3 separate regions of the Mus musculus genome follow, and all the other regions are linked to region 1. Evidence: chromatin contacts called from public HiCAR-type and promoter capture Hi-C data. All regions are on one chromosome and are shown on one strand. Each heading gives the region's core, a stretch centred on a gene start, on an enhancer-like site or on the middle of the called end of the contact. The rest is flanking DNA. Distances are from core to core; before and after follow the strand shown.

The links. Promoter capture Hi-C pulls out the DNA fragments that hold promoters and counts their contacts. HiCAR-type assays count read pairs that join an accessible place to other places.
Region 2: a promoter capture Hi-C map of pre-B cells shows a contact between it and region 1, with 6 times the contacts expected there. The contact joins the promoter of Myd88 here to the promoter of Nktr in region 1. A contact is called at or near these places in 3 of 39 promoter capture datasets (embryonic stem cells, erythroid cells and pre-B cells), 1 of 115 datasets of contacts at active chromatin or transcription factors (astrocytes) and 2 of 9 other capture datasets (adipose tissue and liver).
Region 3: a contact with region 1 is called in a HiCAR-type map of astrocytes, with 2.4 times the contacts expected there. The contact joins the promoter of Xylb here to the promoter of Nktr in region 1. A contact is called at or near these places in 1 of 39 promoter capture datasets (embryonic stem cells), 1 of 115 datasets of contacts at active chromatin or transcription factors (astrocytes) and 2 of 9 other capture datasets (adipose tissue and liver).

The regions. Positions count from the first base shown.
Region 1 is chr9:121,717,477-121,721,163 of GRCm38.p6, forward strand. Nktr (natural killer tumor recognition sequence) reads left to right here and starts at 1,705. Exons shown (of 17, transcript NM_010918.2): 1 at 1,705-1,819; 2 at 1,983-2,069. The coding sequence starts at 2,012.
Region 2 is chr9:119,338,069-119,341,755 of GRCm38.p6, forward strand. It overlaps Myd88 (myeloid differentiation primary response gene 88), which reads right to left and starts at 1,950. Exons shown (of 6, transcript NM_010851.3): 1 at 1,564-1,950; 2 at 508-642; 3 at 1-118. The coding sequence starts at 1,891. Acaa1a (acetyl-Coenzyme A acyltransferase 1A) reads left to right here and starts at 3,226. Exons shown (of 12, transcript NM_130864.3): 1 at 3,226-3,617. The coding sequence starts at 3,447.
Region 3 is chr9:119,355,816-119,359,502 of GRCm38.p6, forward strand. It overlaps Xylb (xylulokinase homolog (H. influenzae)), which reads left to right and starts at 1,566. Exons shown (of 19, transcript NM_001033209.3): 1 at 1,566-1,892; 2 at 3,417-3,499. The coding sequence starts at 1,791.

The DNA.
Region 1 (3,687 bases), core at 455-2,954:
CTGGCCTTTGAGTCACAAAGAGCAACCTGTCTTTGCCTACTAAGTGCTGGGTGCTGTGATTAAAGGTGCGTGCCACTATACCCATCGTAAGTGAGGACTCAACAGCTGAGCCATCTCTCCAAACACAGAGACAACATAGTAGAACCGATTTAAGCTTATCCCGGCTTATAAATAAATGAGTGGAGGGTAACTCCTAATGTACTCTTCTAACTGCTGTCCTGGCTACCTCCCTTGGGTGTACCCCAGATATGGACTGTTTTTTCTGGCTGTGTGCTCATCCTTTGCCTCCCCCCATGGGGGCTTCCTCTCTCCCATTCCTCCTTCTACACTTGGTCTCTCTTTTCTCCTTACTCTTCCCACCCAGGTAACTCAAAATCCACCTACCTCGAATCCCTCCAGTAATTGGCTGTAGCCAATTTTATTTAACCAACAGTTTTAAATTAAGGAACAAGGTACAAAAGCTTGGAAAGACGGTAAGTCACTCGTAGGTTTAGGTTTTTGGATATGGAATTTTGCTTTATGTAACAGACCCAACCTCAACACTGATTGTGATTAAAATTTTCTACAACAGCACATTTTTTAAAAAAGATTTATTTATTATATGTAAGTACACTGTAGCTGTCTTCAGACACTCCAGAAGAGGGCATCAGATTTCATTATGGATGGTTGTGAGCCACCATGTGGTTGCTGGGATTTGAACTCGGGACCTTCAGAAGAGCAGTCGGCGCTCTTAACCACTGAGCCATCTCGCCAGCCCCAACAGCACATTCTTATTGTGTACCTTTTGTTTTGAGACAGGATCTACCTAGCCCTGACTGGCCAGGAAGACAATATGTAGAACTGACTGACCTCAGACTGAGAGCCACCTACCTCTGCCTCTCGAGCCGCTGGGATTAAAGGCTGTGTATTATTGCTCACAGACTTTCCTTTTGTAAGGTTTTACTTTCTGTTTTGCCTGCATGTATGTCTGGGCACCATGTGCATGCTTGGTGTCCACGGAGGTCAGGGGAGCGCGATGGAAACCCTGAAACGAGATGGTTGTAAGCCACCATGCGGTTATTGAGCTGGGCTTTGAACCAGGTCCAATGCAAAAGCGGCCTCTAGACCATCTTAACTGCTAGACCATCGCTCCTGTCAACTGGTTTGGTTTCTTCACAGGTCTCAGGTATCTCAGGCTGACCTTGAACTTCTGAATCTCCTGCCTTTACCCACCAAGCGCTGGTGCGCAGGTGTAAACGCTACGGTTTGTGTTTTGCTTCGGGGTTTTGTTGTTGCCTTGATTTTTGTTTCCTTTCGTTGTATTTCTGAGAAAGCCTCAAGTGACCCAGGCTGGCCTCGAGCCGGCGGCCAGCCTCGTCTCACCCTGGCGGGCAAGGGAGGCACATCTGGCTCCATCTGGTCCTCGATTCTTTTAACGCGAGACAAACAGCGTGACCGCATCAACCACGAGAGAGAACAGGTCACCCGCCACGTCGGCCGGAAGCCTGGGATTCACCCTGCGTTCATCCACTGGCCACGCAATCAGAAATCTCGCGGTGCTGCATGAGTGAGCCGTGGTTGACAGCTCGCACACGTCTGCGCACTCGGGATTGGACAGGGGATCCTGAGGGGCGGGGCACGAGAGCCCTGGCGCGGACCGCCTACTCCGACCCCACACCCCGCTCGGCGGCGAGACGAACTCTCGCGACGCTTGCGTCCGGCCTCGCGAGCTCTGGCGTGGCGCTCGCCGGCTGGCCCTCACGGGGAAGAGGTGGCGTTCCGTTGGTGACGTTAGGCTCCGGCGGCGCCGGCAGGGCGTTCTCCGGAGCTGTGCGGCCAGGTGAGAAGCTCGACGGGAGCGCGGGTAGCCGCGGCTGGGGTGGGCGGGCGGGCGGGTGGGCAGGGTGGGGCGGCCTCTCGTCGGCCGCGTCCCTGTCAGGCGGGCCGGGCCCCGCCCCGCCCGGCCGCCCGCCTGCCCTCAGCGCCCTCCTCCCTGTCCGCAGCTCGCCGCCGTCCCGCTGCTGCGCTCGCGATGGGCGCCCAGGACCGGCCGCAGTGTCACTTCGACATCGAGATCAACCGGGAACCGGGTGAGCGGGGCGGGCCCCTCTGTGGGCCCGGGTCGGGGTGGAAGTGGACGCGGCGGAGCCGGAGCCGGAGCCGGGCGGGGGCGGGGCGGGGCGGGCTCGGCCGGCCAGAGCTGCGGAGCCGCCGCGGTCACGAGCCGGCCAGCTGCCCTCCGCTGTCCCTCGGGAGCCTTCCCGAGAATGTACTGGCTCCGGGAGACGTGGCTGGAGAGGAGAGACTGAAGGGCTTGTGCGGGTTCTGTAGCCCCGGGATTGCTCCTAGGCTGCGGCCGCGATGTTTGGTTTTTTTTTTTTTTTTTTTGGAAGTCCAGTGTGCAGCCATTCATTAATCCCGAGGCGTCGACGTCTCTGTGTGCAGAGAGGTGGCTGCTGCACACATCGGTGCGCACACATGTAAAGGTCGCGTGTGTATCGAGCAGGAACATGTGTACGGATGCGCGGTTCTCAACCGACAGGGATCTTAACTGGAGGTGTGTGGTGTGCGCCACGTCTTAGGTCGCAGTGGACTCGCAGGAGAGCTGCTTGTCCTGGGCTCTGGAAGGGCAGCAGTGACTAAAGCAGGGCTGCTGCTTCTTTTATGTTGACGTCCTGGGGGAAAGAGGCAGGAAGTGAAGGGGTAAAAACCGCATTCCCTCCAGTAGTGCTGTTTTAGTCAGGCGGTGAGCGAGAAAGGCCATCTTGAGAAGATGACATTTGAGTAGGTGCGAAGCCGAACCTGTGGAGGGACGCCTTTGAGAACTGTGCTTGGTAGTGGCAGCCAACGGTTAGCTTGGGTTCTGAGACAGCGCTTGTGTTTCTTGAGGGAAAGCGAAGGTCCCGGTCTGGCTGGAGTAGAGGGAACAGAATAAGGAAAACTCAGGCTCTAGGATAAAAGGAAGACGGTGACGGTTCTGAACAAAGGATTGGAGCGATCTTAAACGTTCTGTTTTTCTCATCTAACATTTCGACCCTGACTGTAGCTGCAGTTTATTTAGCATTTACCAAACTTACTCTGGAGATTTTTCACGGATTTTTTTTTTTTTTTTGCAAAACTAATGTATTAACATACTCAGAAAGTAATAGGAATATAACTGGGAAGTATTTTCCTCGAATAACCAAGGACCTGACTTTGATCCCCAACACCACAGATGGATGTCAGTCTTGAAAAGAATGTACTTAACATGGCTATACATCTTCGTTTAATGTCTTTTTTTTTTCAGGCGTCTTCTATTTTTAACCTTTTAAATTTTGTTTTGTTTTTGTATTTCAAGACAGGGTTTTTCTGTGTAGACCAGGCTGTCGTAGAACTCAAAGAGAACCGAGTGCTGGGATAAAAGGTGTCCACCACTATTGCCCCACTTATTTTTAAGAATCAGCCAGAAGCAGTGGGAGAGTGCTTGTCTGGGAAGAGTGCTTGCCTGTTGTATTGTTGGCTCCAAGTTCAATTTCCAGCGTCACAAATAAAAGTATCTGATTTAGATTTACTTTGATAAGCAGAGGTGATGCAGAAATCAAGATGTACTGTTAAGGATTAAGTATGTACTTTCAGTTACCATGAGTACAAATACAAAACAGATTTTCTTTTGAATTATAAAACTGTTGGATGACTGCAAATGCAGATTTAAAAGGGGGACAACCTTTA
Region 2 (3,687 bases), core at 700-3,199, 2.4 Mb before region 1:
GACACACACAACTTAAGCCGATAGTCTGTCTGTTCTAGTTGCCGGATCATCTCCTGCACAAACTCGATATCGTTGGGGCAGTAGCAGATAAAGGCATCGAAAAGTTCCGGCGTTTGTCCTGAGGACAGGGGACAAGGGAATCAATCAGCCTCTGCAGAAGGCTGGAAGGAGCCCAACCTGGAGTCTTCCATCAAGGGAACCTGGGCCTGTATCCATATCAAAGCAATGTCATATACATGCCCTCTCTACCAGTGAACAGATAACTTCCTCCCAGATGAAATCCCGGTTAACTATGATGGAGGCATGCCATTAAAGTCTCAGAACCACTCTGGGAGAGGACTGCCATTATTCCCATTTCTTAGATGGGGAAACCAAGGCTCAGAATGAGCAGCTTGCCCAAGGTCCCAGGTCCATCCATCTGCTTCCGGTATCCATGCCCTCTGCAGGTCACATGTTTGAGGCTGTGGCCCACCTATTCTACCTAGGGGCACAGTACTGGGCCCTTACCTAGGGGGTCATCAAGGGTGGTGATGCCTCCCAGTTCCTTTGTTTGTGGGACACTGCTTTCCACTCTGGCCACCTGTAAAGGCTTCTCGGACTCCTGGTTCTGCTGCTTACCTAAGTATTTCTGGCAGTCCTCCTCTGTGGAGAAGAGAAGGGTGTAGAGGCTCCTCCTCCCACCCCATCCCCGACACCCCCGCCCCCCATGCCCCAGGTTGCTGCTGTACACACACTCAAAATCCTGAATTAGTTTAAAGAGCCTACTTGGGGCTGGCGAGATGGCTCAGCCGGTAAGAGCACTGACTGCTCTTCCGAAGGTCCTGAGTTCAAATCCCACAACCACCCATAATGAGATCTGACGCCCTTTTCTGGTGTGTCTGCAGGCAGCTACAGTGTACTTATGTATAATAATAAATAAATGTTAAAAAAAAAATTTAAAAAGGGCCTACTTGGGCCGAGCCTTCCCCAGCCACTGGTACCATGGATGGCTCTACAAACTAACACTTCCTTTTGGACTCTCCCAAAATGAGCATCTGAGAGGACTCCAAAGTCAGCCTGCTTCTCTGAGCCTTCCTCCTGCCTTCCCTTTCTAAGGCTCTAGAGAATGGAGCCAAACTGGGCATCTAGCAGGGCACAGAGCAATCGGAGCAGAGGATTGAATGTCAGAAGGGCTCAGGCACCCAGTTAGTGCTCAATGAGAATGGTGACCCCCATCTAGCAAGGTGTACCTCACTGTGGGCGGGGCGGGGGTGTTGTGCTGAGTGCCAGTGAGTGATGGAAGGGGTCCTCACTTGTCCGGTTGATCCTGACACAACTGAGATACCGCGAGAAAAGCAGATCTTGACTCTTGGTACAACTGAAGGTCTTTGCCTAGGCTCTTTCCATCTTTCCTCAGGGTTTTTGACCCCTCTCCCAATCCCTACGCTGACCTGCATACTGACAGAAAATTCGACTGTCACTCTCTTCCTCCCTAGCGCACCCCAGAAAAAAATGAACAAGATTAATATGCCAAGGCTAGCCTCGTTGATCCTTGGCACAAAGCCAGGAAGCACGTTTCCTCACCGATGCGCGACTTCAGCTCCTTCAGTATATCCTCACGGTCTAACAAGGCCAGCAGCTCTAGCAGCCTGCCGACAGACGCGCCAGAGCGCCCCTGCCAGGCATCCAACAAACTGCGAGTGGGGTCAGGGCGCGTTTCCAGCTCTCGGATCTCCAAGTACTCGAAGCCCATCTCCTCCGCCAGCAAGGTCCAGTCGGCCGCCACGGGCGTCCGAGGGTTCAAGAACAGCGATAGGCGGCGCCTCACTCCCACGTTAAGCGCGACCAAGGGTATGGAGAACATGAAGGAGTCCAGGGACCCGGATCCCACGCGGGGGTCTCCCGCAGACATGGCAGGCAACCCTGGGCCCCCGGTGCCGTCCAGTACGCTCGCCTGTGGAGTTTCCTACTTCCCTTAAGTCTCCTGCCAGCCCCTCCTTCTTTCGCTTTCCGAGAAGCTCCGCCCTTTGCTAGAATCTAGACTACGGGGCCAGAACTACCCAGCCTAAAAGTCAACCCACTTGTGCTTCTAACGTTTGCTCACCTCCCCTCGAAGGTGTGAGAATTTATATAAACCGCCTCTGGCATCTGCCTTGGCCCACCGATCAAGGTGGATGGACTAGGCGATCTGGTAGTGGTTATTATGCATGGTTAGCTCAATCAGCCTTGTTTAGGACTTGAAGGAGTTACAGCCCTTCTGTACAGTAATTTATATTCTGGTAGTAGGGAGGGAAGAGACAGACTGGCTTCGGAAGTAGTAACCCGAAGGCTCAGTCTACCTTTAGCTATCTGATGTCACTTGTGACTCTGCTTTTTAAAGGGGAAAGCCCACGACCTTGCCCATAAATTGGCATTTAGGGTATCTTGTCCTTTGTTTTCTGAGACAAACAGCACTACCTTCCCGGGGTCTGCAAAAAACACGCGGAACCTACCACCTTACTCTTTAACGTTGGGTCTAGACCCAAGGAAGATTTTTTCGTTAATTCACTTGGTTAATCTATTTAGGTGTCAATCTCCAATACTGGGTCTCCCTCCACCCTCCACCCCCATCCCCGGGTTTAGTAGAATTCCTAGGGGAATGTGGGCACTAATGGCACTATCCCAAACAAACGTAGATCAACAGGCTTAAGACGAGTGGGGCACGTTACAGTTAGAACCTGCCTGCCGTTCAGCACCTTAATCGGTTCTTCACACCAGCCCGGAACCCAAAATTACTTTGTTTTCTGAGAGAGCTTCTGTGACAGCCAACCCGGTTGGGGCTTAACTAGGTGCCTCAACATTTTCTAGGTCCTCAGTTCTCGGTTTTGGGACCCGGGGCTGAGCACAGCAAATTTTGATGGGAGACAAGGGTCTTCTCGGGCTAGCTCAGCAGAGAAGCCATGGGCCGGGCTCCGCCTTCTACGCGGCTGCGCGCTGAGCTCAAGGGGAGGGACTCCCTTGAGGCTGAGTTCATCCTAGGAAACCAGAAGTTTGGGAAACCTCCTTCCCCAATGTCTACAAAAGGTTGTGCAAACTTGGAAGTTTCCAGTCTGCCTTTCAAGGAGGATTAAGAGTGCGCATTACGATTGGCTTCCGTAGGATTGGCGGGCGGGGCTTTGAGTGGAGAGAAAGCGTCTTAGGACGGGCGTTGGGCGGGACTCTGGGGCAAGGGGTGAGTGGGCGGCCCTCAATCAGACTCCCCTTAATCTAATTGGTTGTACCTAGGAGTGGGCAGGCCCTCTAAAGACCCCATCCTACCTCTCGCAGTATCATTCTACCGGGGTTGTGATCCCCTTTCAGGCCTTGCGACGTAGAAGGCTGTCCTGCGCCTGCGCCCGCGCCTGCGCCTGCGCCTGCGCCTGCCATCATTCCTGTTCCTAAAGCTCTGCACCCAGAACCTAAACGAGTAGGTAGGACCCACCTCCGCGATGCATCGGCTGCAGGTAGTGCTGGGCCACCTGGCCGGCCGGCCCGAGTCGAGCTCCGCGCTGCAAGCTGCGCCCTGCTCCGCTAGGTTCCCGCAGGCCTCGGCCTCCGACGTGGTGGTGGTGCACGGACGGCGCACCCCCATCGGCCGCGCCAGCCGTGGAGGCTTCAAGGTGAGGCCCCTCGGGCGGGCGAGGGGAGCAGAAGGCGGCCAGCGCGGATGGAATTCTGCCGTCGGGGGTC
Region 3 (3,687 bases), core at 316-2,815, 2.4 Mb before region 1:
AACATCTCCACTCAGACACCCCAGAGGGGCCTCAAACGTTCTAGCTAAATTACTAGGTCATCCACATCGCCCAGCCTGAGTTCATTTCCGTGTGTCCAACAAAGAGTGTGAAGCCCTCTCCATCTGGCAATGGCCTCTTGTGGCCCCACCCCCACCCCATTTTGAGACTAGGTTTCACCGTGTAGTCCTGGCTGTCCTGGAACTTTCTATGTAAAGTAGACTAGTCTTGAAATCCCAGAGATCTGCCTCCTCCTGCCTCCAGAATGCATTTCTCCATTCTTTACACTGGGCACCCACACCTTTTGCTGACATCATTCACTAAGCTCTTTTCTGAGGTTCTCAGACAGGCGCACTGTGAGCATACTGTTCAGGGGTGGGGACAAGAGTCTTGAGTAGCAGAGACACCGCCACTGCCACCGCCACCTGAGCTCAGCCCAGACAGTCTGCTGACCTGTGGGTCACGATAACAGATGAGTTCTAACTGGGAATCGTGGCTTCCACCTGCAATCACAGCATTTGGGAGAGTGAGGCAGGAGGATCAGGAATTCAAGGCTAGTCCCAGCTACACTGTAAATTCAAGGCCAGCCTGGGGTATGTGAGACCTTATCTTATAGCAGATCATGTCAGGCCACACTTGGTGTTACAGGCCTTCAATCTCGTGGGAGGCTCTGGTGGGAGGATTGTAAATTCAAGGCCAATCTGGGCAGGAGGAATTTTTTGAGCCTAGTCAAGACTGTCAAAACAAACAATAGAAGGAGGAAGAGAGGGAGGGAGAGAGAGAGATTGATTGATTATTAATTATTATTATTATTATTGAGACAGATCTTGCTATGTATCCCAGGCTGGCCTCAAACTCATGGGCCTCCAGTACTACTATCCCAAATTTAATTAAGATTTTTATTTTTATTTTATTTTTTAGTTGACTCTAGGGCACAGGTCAGACAAAAGCAATATCTTCGGCCTTCACTTCTTTTTTTTTTTTTTCTTTTCTTTCCTTTCATTTATCTATTTTTGGCGTGGGCATCGTCTCACCGTGTAGCCTTGGCTGACCTAGAACTTGCTATGCACCAACACGCCCAGCTTGACCTTCAGTAGACCACCCCCCCATTTTACTTTTGTGACAAGTGTCTCTGTTATATAGCTATGACTGCCCTGGAATTCTCAATGTAGACTAGACTGGCCTTGAACTCACAGACATCTTCCTGTCTCTGTCTCCTGAGTGCTGGGATTGAAGGCAGGCACCACCACAACTGGCTTCTTCTGCCTCTTTTTAATTTTATTTTGAGACAGGGTTTCAACCATTTACCTTGTTTTGGTTTGGTTTGGTTTTGGGTTTTGGTTTTTCGAGACAGGGTTTCTCTGTATAGTCCTGGCTGTCCTGGAACTCACTTTGTAGACCAGGCTGGCCTCGAACCCAGAAATCTGCCTGCCTCTGCCTCCCAAGTGCTGGGATTAAAGGCGTGCACCACCACTGCTGTTACCCAGGCTGGTCTTGAATTTGAGATCCTCCTATTTTAGCCTCCCAAATGCTGGGATTATATTAGGTCGGCGCAGGGGTGAGTGTGGGTGGAGTGAAATTGGAGGGAAGCCACTGCGCTGCCTTGCTGGTGGGTAGCGACCACTAAGTGCCCCAGCCAGACGCAGTCCCACTCGCGACCTTCCCGCAGGCGGCGCCAGAGGGCATTCCCGCCTCGTGACTCCAGTCCAGAGTCCTGCGGGGCGTGGCGAAAGGCGGGCTCTGGCGTCTCTGAGCGACGGAGCGCAGCGACAGTCTCGCCGCTGCAGTACACATGGACGCACGGACGCACAGACGGGCGGCGGGAACCCCCAGGGCCCTGGCGGAGCGCGCGGGGCGCCGCTGTTGCCTGGGCTGGGACTTCAGCACGCAGCAGGTACGCGCGCGGGGCGAGGAGCGGGAGCCTGACGATGCTCTGCCAGCGAGAGGCTTCTCCCGGAAACCGCGGGTGACTCCCCGCGGAACCCGGAGTACACGTAGCGGGGGCGGAGGGCTGTGGGGGGGAGTACCTCGGGGGTCCACGCGAGTCTCGGCTGCAGATGGCTAGATTCCGAGACACTCCGCGCAAACACACTCCGCGAAAACAGCAGAGGTGTGCGCACATGCACAGCCTAGATCCGGATAATCCCTGAGCGCCTTTTCTTTACTTTTCTTTATTATTTTATTTTATATTTTGAGACAGAACTTTACTATGTAGCTTTGGCTGGCCCAGGTTCATTGTGTAGACCAGGTTGGCCTTGAACTCACAGTGATCCACTATCCGTAGCCTCCTGAGTGTTGGGTTTAAAGGAGGGTGCCACGCCAAGCACTTTTTTTTGTTAAAAGTGAAATGGGCATAGTATGCAAATGGACTTTGCCCGTTCCCTGCCTCCCCCAACCCCCTCTTGGCTGGCACTAGCGTGCCAGGGTCTGTGATTCCAGAACTGCCGGTCAGAGGTTGGTGTTCCCAGTGATAGCTGAGTGAATTAGCAATTTGCCTTCCAAGTAGGCATGGGACGTCCAGGAGGCATTCATCCTGCACGCTTGAGAAATAAGCATAGTAGCTGTGAGACCCTTCTCAGCCCGATGAGGAGAGTTGGAACCTGCGGCTCCCACTGGGGAACATCCCATAGAACTTAGTCACCTTGCCCTACTAGACCTGTTTCTCCATCTTCCCGAGCTTGGAATGGCTTCCTTAGGATGTCAGGTCTGACTTGACCATAGTCATGGCTCTGGGGGCAGCCTCTGGAGACAAGCCTCCTTGCCAGGTGCAGGACCATAGCCTCCATTGTTTGGAGAGTGGATTCTTGTAGACCGTGGGAGTTTCACCTGCCTCTCTCTGTGTGGCGCTCTCTCTCTCTCTCTCTCTCTCTCTCTCTCTCTCTCTCTCTCTCTCTCTCTGGTTTTTCGAGACTTGCCCCTGAGTTGATTATTTCCTGCTGTCTATTCCTTTTGGATGTGACTTCTTTTTGTTCTAGAGCTTTCAAGAGTGCCATTAAATTTCTAGTATAAAACCTCTCGATTTTTTTTTTTTTTTTTTTTTTTTTTTTGGGTTTCTCGAGACAGGGTTTCTCTGTGTACCCCTGGCTGTCCTGGAACTCAAATCTGTAGACCAGGCTGGCCTTGAACTCAGAAATCCTCCTGCCTCTGCCTCCCAAGTGCTAAGATTAAAGGCACGTGTGCCACCATGCCCGGTCATTTCTCATTTTTTAATCTTATCTCTTTGCTTTTCTTTTTTTGAGCATGTATCCCATGAAACTTATGTTGCTATGGTTACAATGATGCCCATTTAAAACAAAAACAAAAAACGATGCCCATTAGCCTTTGTCTCAGTGCTGAACCTTAACTGGACTTGGAAACCTCTTGGACAAAGGTAGAGGCTGAGGAAATCCTATACACCGTTTTCACAAATGTCTTCCAGGTTAAAGTTGTTGCTGTTGATGCAGAGTTGAACGTCTTCTATGAGGACAGCGTGCATTTTGACAGAGACCTTCCGGAATTTGGGTAGGTACCTGGTGTGCATGTGTGGGTGGGTGGTTTTAGAGCCTCCCTAAACCATTTGCACTTATCAGCTATACTTTTCTGACTTAACCCAGCTGCAAGAGAGGTCTGCATAGACCTCTGAGCATCTATTATTATTGTATGTTGTGTTTGCTTGCATGTATGTCTGTGCGCCACATTCCTGCCTGGTG